Regions from separate parts of the Macaca mulatta genome. Here region 1 is linked to region 2. Evidence: chromatin contacts called from public Hi-C data. All regions are on one chromosome and are shown on one strand. The core of a region is the stretch at or near the end of the contact, and the rest is flanking DNA. Distances in the headings are between cores, read along the strand shown. Region 1 overlaps ANO10 (anoctamin 10). Region 2 overlaps ANO10 (anoctamin 10).

The links. Hi-C and Micro-C count contacts between places; a contact is called where the count stands out from the background.
Region 1: a contact with region 2 is called in a Hi-C map of CD4 T cells, with 4 times the contacts expected there. The contact joins two enhancer-like sites. A contact is called at or near these places in 2 of 14 Hi-C or Micro-C datasets (CD4 T cells and liver).

Annotation. Positions count from the first base shown.
Region 1 is chr2:106,842,971-106,845,670 of T2T-MMU8v2.0, forward strand. The region is part of intron 11 of ANO10 (anoctamin 10); the gene reads right to left. Among named protein-coding and RNA genes, the nearest start is that of ANO10, 98 kb to the right of the region's middle. Within about 2 kb of position 1,426, at least 5 of the 40 cell types and tissues checked have an H3K27ac peak or open chromatin away from gene starts, as enhancers often do. A contact at or near this core is called in CD4 T cells, where this site is marked.
Region 2 is chr2:106,726,460-106,729,159 of T2T-MMU8v2.0, forward strand. All of the region lies in intron 12 of ANO10 (anoctamin 10), which reads right to left. Among named protein-coding and RNA genes, the nearest start is that of SNRK, 100 kb to the left of the region's middle. Within about 2 kb of position 1,367, at least 19 of the 40 cell types and tissues checked have an H3K27ac peak or open chromatin away from gene starts, as enhancers often do. A contact at or near this core is called in CD4 T cells, where this site is marked.

The DNA of each region.
Region 1 (2,700 bases), core at 176-2,675, 120 kb after region 2:
TGAGGTCAGGAGTCCGAGACAAGCCTGGTCAACATGGTGAAACCCTGTCTCTACTAAAAATGCAAAAATTAGCTGGCATGGTGGCAGACACCTATAATCCCAGCTACTCGGGATGCTGAGGCAAAAGAATCACTTGAACTCAGGAGGCGGCGGTTGCAGTGAGCTGAGATTGCGCCACTGCACTCCAACCTGGGTGACGAGTAAAACTCCGCCTCAAAAAATAAGGATGGATAGATAGATAGATAGATAGATAGATAGATAGATAGATAGATAGATAGATAGATAGAGTGTTGGAGATCTAAAGTGTGATCTACAGGTGAAAAAAACCAATGCAAATAAATCAAAGGCAAAGGAGAAGCATGAAATATCTCTGCCAAGAAACGTAAATAACAATTATGAAGCAGATGGGCAATGTAATTGGTACCTAGCTGACTGCAACTGTAGCTGTCTATGATGGCACAGTTTTCTGCCATTGCTAAGAGAGTTACTGTTCATAAAAAATCACATTAGTTTATGTAGTTTAGAGGAAAAAGTCTTTTCAACAAAATATCAGAGAAATGACAGAAAGAAAATTATTCTTTTTTTTTTTTGTTAAGATGGAGTCTTGCTCTGTCACCCGGGCTGAGGTAGAGTGGCACGATCTCGGCTCACTGCAACCTCCGCCTCCTGGGTTCAAGCAATTCTCCTGCCTCAGCCTCCTGAGTAGCTCGATTACAGGCACATGCCACCACGCCTGGCTAATTTTTGTATTTTTTGAACTCCTGACCTCGTGATTCTCTCACCTTGGCCTCCCAAAGCGCTCGGATTACAGGTGTGAGCCACTGTGCCCAGCAGAAAGAAAATTATTCTTGAATCCGTTTCAAAAAATTTATCAACCAGTCCAAAGTTTCTTTCAAAGAAGATGGTAAAAATCTGAACAAAGTTCTTTTGAATTCTGTTAAGTGCCATGAGAGTTGCTCTGGTTTGCTTTAGTAAAACTTAAGTAGAATGCATGAAAACAAAAGCAGCCTCTGGTATAGTATGAGATAGGATTAGCATAAATAAAATGCCATTGAGTTTTTAAATACTATCTAAGTTCTACACTAAATAGCATGCCACTTACACTTGAAAATAAATGTAATTAAGTACAATGTTTACGGTAATTTCTATAAAATGTTGGGCATCAGATCCCCAGTTAGAATCAAAATTTTCTGTCACATCACTTTTGCTATGAGAAAATAAGATTCAAATTAAAATTGTTTTAATTGTCAGAACATTTTTCTGCTGAGCATGAGGACTGCCTATAGGCTGGATTCCCTCAACACTATTTCACTAGTAAATTGACTAAGAAGCATGTGTTTTTCATGAGATGTCATCATCTACATGGGTTTACTCAGGTACCAGTGAAACCCAAAATTATACCACATCAAAGCCCTTTATGTGAGGCATGCTTCAAAGCCTCAGTTGGCTTTCTTACTCATCAGGAATGATATAACACATTTTCTTCACATGCTCTTTTCAGTAAGTCATCTTTCAGATCACAGAACCAAAACACTGTCATTTTGTGATGGATATTCCAGAGAAGGAGGTGACATACACATTCATGAGGTCAAGAAATGAAAAACTGTCAGCCAGTGGGTTTGAATTTGTTATTATTCTGCAGTTTTCACATTATTTATTTATGTTCAACTAAATAATATGGTCCCTGAGGGCAAAGATTATACTTTATTCTCCCTATAGGGCCAGGATATTATGAGTATGTATAATAGGGCTAAAAGATACTTGTGGAAGAAATTATTTTATGTTTCAATCTGTAGCAGAGAGACATGTGCCTTGTTTCTCAGAACAGCTAAAAATGATAAAGGATTTAAGATGTAAATTATTAAAGAAACAAAGAAAAAATATTTCCCCCAAATTCCGATGATGAATAAAAGATGTTTAAGATACAGTGTTCCTGCAAAGCTATAATTTTGAATGAGTACACTTTAATGCATTTTACTCTATGTGTGTTAATCCTCACCTTTAAAATAAAGATATAATGCTCTTACAGTATTATCTAGGACTTATTTGACACGAACCATTCTCAGCGTCATCCTTGTCTCAGAAATGACAATTCCATTTGTGAAGGTGCTCAGGCCAAACCAGAGGGTCATCTGTGATGTCTCTCTTTTGTTACCCCTCACCTCCATCATATTATCAAATCCTTCTTTTTGCCTTGAAAATCTATCCACAACCCACCCACTTTGGCTACCTCCACATTTCCTGCCCTGGTCCAGGACACTATTGTCTCTGTCCTAAGTCATTGCCATGGCTTCCTACCTGGTCTCTCTGCCTTTGCTCATATCCTGTGCATTTTATAGTCAACAGAATATCCAGAGGCCCCCCCTCCGCCAGGTATCTGCATTGCTTTCCCATCACTCACTCCAGGTCTTAACCCAGAAATCAGTCTCCCTAGGACATTTTCTCAGACCAACTTCCTTAAAACTGTACCACCACCCCTACCATGGTACTTCCCATTTCCCTTCCTCACCTTATTTTTCTCCTGAGTGGTTATCACTGATTAACATACTATACATTTCATCTCGTTATCATCTATCTTCCCCCCTAAAATATACTCCACGAGTACAGAGGTTTTCCTTCCTTCTGTTCACTGCTGTATCCTCACTGCCAAGTAAAGTGTCTGGCATCAAGTAGGTGTTAATATATCTATTGAATTAACTG
Region 2 (2,700 bases), core at 117-2,616:
AAGTAGTAAAACACATTTCAAAAAGTCACTATGGAAAGAAGCTAGTCCCAAATACTACCTACATGCCAATTCCCCGTTTCTATTCACTGCTTCTAAGTCTAAAGATATAGCTGTACTGTACACTGAGAGCAGCAATGGCTTCCTTCTGTTTCCTTCACACAAACCTTTTCAGAAGCTGGAAAGTTCTATAAAGATGGCATCTAGCCCATGTGACTGGTACTCTTTGGAAGGGAGATCACAGTCACAGTTTAGGTTAAACTGCTGGCCAGCATGATCCTGCCTAAACCATATGGCTGCAGACAAATGAACAAACGTTGTGAAATCTAGAGTGTGTTAGAACTCTACCTCCTTGCTTTGCTTTTCAGAAACATGAGCTGATCCACTCAACAGGTGTTGAAGCAAATATGCCTTCAAATATTTAGTCCTTCCTCTAACATTACTAGTGCTTTCTTATATGAAGCCAAGAACAGCAGAGAACACAAGAGATAAGCTGTTTGCTAACAGGAAATCCCTTGGTAAAAGTTATAAAATATAGATGATTTGAGCCTGTTACCCTGAAAGACCTGCAAGCCATTTTGTTAAAAGCACATCAAATAAATGTTTCAGGAGCTCATGGTCAGCTTTCAGTGGGTAATTCTGTGTCACCTAGCAAAGCCCACAGCTGATTCACAGTTAACTTGGATGGATCTAGAAGAAGAAAGCAAACCAATATTTCCATAAGTCATTTCAGAGAAGTCAAACAAACAAGCTTGCACCAAATAAATAATCATGCAACTGTACTGGGTTGTGTTTATTTTATTGCCCTTTGAACCAAGCATTCCAGATAAGTATGTAGCAAAGCACATGGATAAATGTTCTTACTTATGTAAGCCTGATTAAAAGGGCATGAAAACCAATGGAAAGGAAGATTAAAACATCCACAATGACTTAACACAATAAGCTCAAGGATAAAAACTACCATTCTTATTTTCAAAAAGGAACTGGTATCAGTATCAACACTTCCTCAGTGTCCTCGGAAAAGCCAGTCACTCCCATGCGTGTTCCGGGCTGGGAGGAAGTGATGGCTGACCACAGAGGAAAGCACGTACTAGACGGAAATGGAACAAAACAAAACAAAACAAAACAGCGGGGTGAGTCAGAGCCTAATGGCCTTGATTCAATGAGAGACGACTCTTTCCAAACAAAACCTTCATCAGGTACAAATGTGCATCACCAACAGTCACACGCAAGAAAGGAACTCTGCCAACAGTTTTTAAAGTCCTGGCCTCCAGGGAAAGTCCTTCATTCTTAGGGAAGCAGGGTCTCACACAAACCCCACCTATGCTATTTAAAATGTGCTGAGGAATGTGCGGTCCCTGGGAGAGTGTGGGAGACACCCAATCGTCCAGCCACCAACCTGACACACCTGGACTGGACCTTGAGCCCACCACCCCTGGGTCTCCTCTCCCACTTCTCTACAGCTCCCTCCCCTGCTCCTTCCCCACTGCCCTTCTGGCCGGGAACCTTAGTGCAGAGCCACTGTGCAGGCTGTGCAGGCAGCTCTGGGAAAATCACAGATGCCTCTCTTGGCTCTCACTCTCAACCTCTGTGCCCAGCACACTGAACAGTAGCAGGTTTCTAGTTTCAGGGTCCTGCTGTTTGAGAGTTCTTTGGCTTTGCACAGACCCATGCATTTCTATTACTGAAGGCACAGTGCATTTGCCACATCTTCATGAAGCCTCCGTAGTCCGCCACAGGTAGGACTGATGTGCTCCACTCTGTGTTCCCACTGGGCTGCACCCCATAAGCAGAGGACCCAGTGTGGGAGCTGACATTACCCTGTTTGCTGGTCTCCCTATATCTGAGATGTGGCACAAAATTGGGGGTGAGCCAGAAGACTTATGAGGAGGACTTATGCAAAGTAACCACAAACGCATCTTTGAGGGGTCTCTTCTGCCCTTGGCTTCAAAATTAGACTCAAAAATGCAACTGGCAATTTCAGATGCTCTATGAAGACAACTTTATGAGTAGAATGAGTGTATTCTCACGCAGTGTGTTCCCAACCTTGCTGATCGGTAATCAGAATGGATCTAAGGATAACAATAAGTTTCTCAGGTCCCATTTGTAATTCTCATACAGTAGGTCTGGGGAGGAGTATAAGAATTTCTTTTTCAAAATTTTAACTTTGACATTATCTCAAACTTACAGAAAAAAAAATATAAGCATAGTAAAAAGGAGTCCTGAATACCCTCACTCAGATTTACCAATGGCTGACATTCACCCCATTTGCTTGATCACTCTCTCTGCAGCATGTTTTCTGAACGATCTGAGGGTAAGCTGCAGACATTATGCCCTTTTACACCCACTCATGTCAGCGTATATTTCTAAAACAAGGACTACAGGAGAATGTCCCCTAAATGATTATGAAAGGTGAAGTGATAATCAGTTTCCTAGTTTATCAAACTTCTCAAACTATATCAAAATGATAAAATTCAGAAAATATCAAAAACAGATGGGAAGTTCTAAGGTGTTACTGCAGAACAATAAAACTGCAACTGATTATTCTGAGGAAAAAAAACATATAAGGATGAATGCATGAATTCTTTTGTTCATGAAACAAAAATTATTTCCATGAGTTAGAACAGAACAGAACACCACCATATAAAGAAGTATTTAACTTTGCTTTGCTGAATTTAGGGTTTGTTGTAGGCAGCCTCTAAA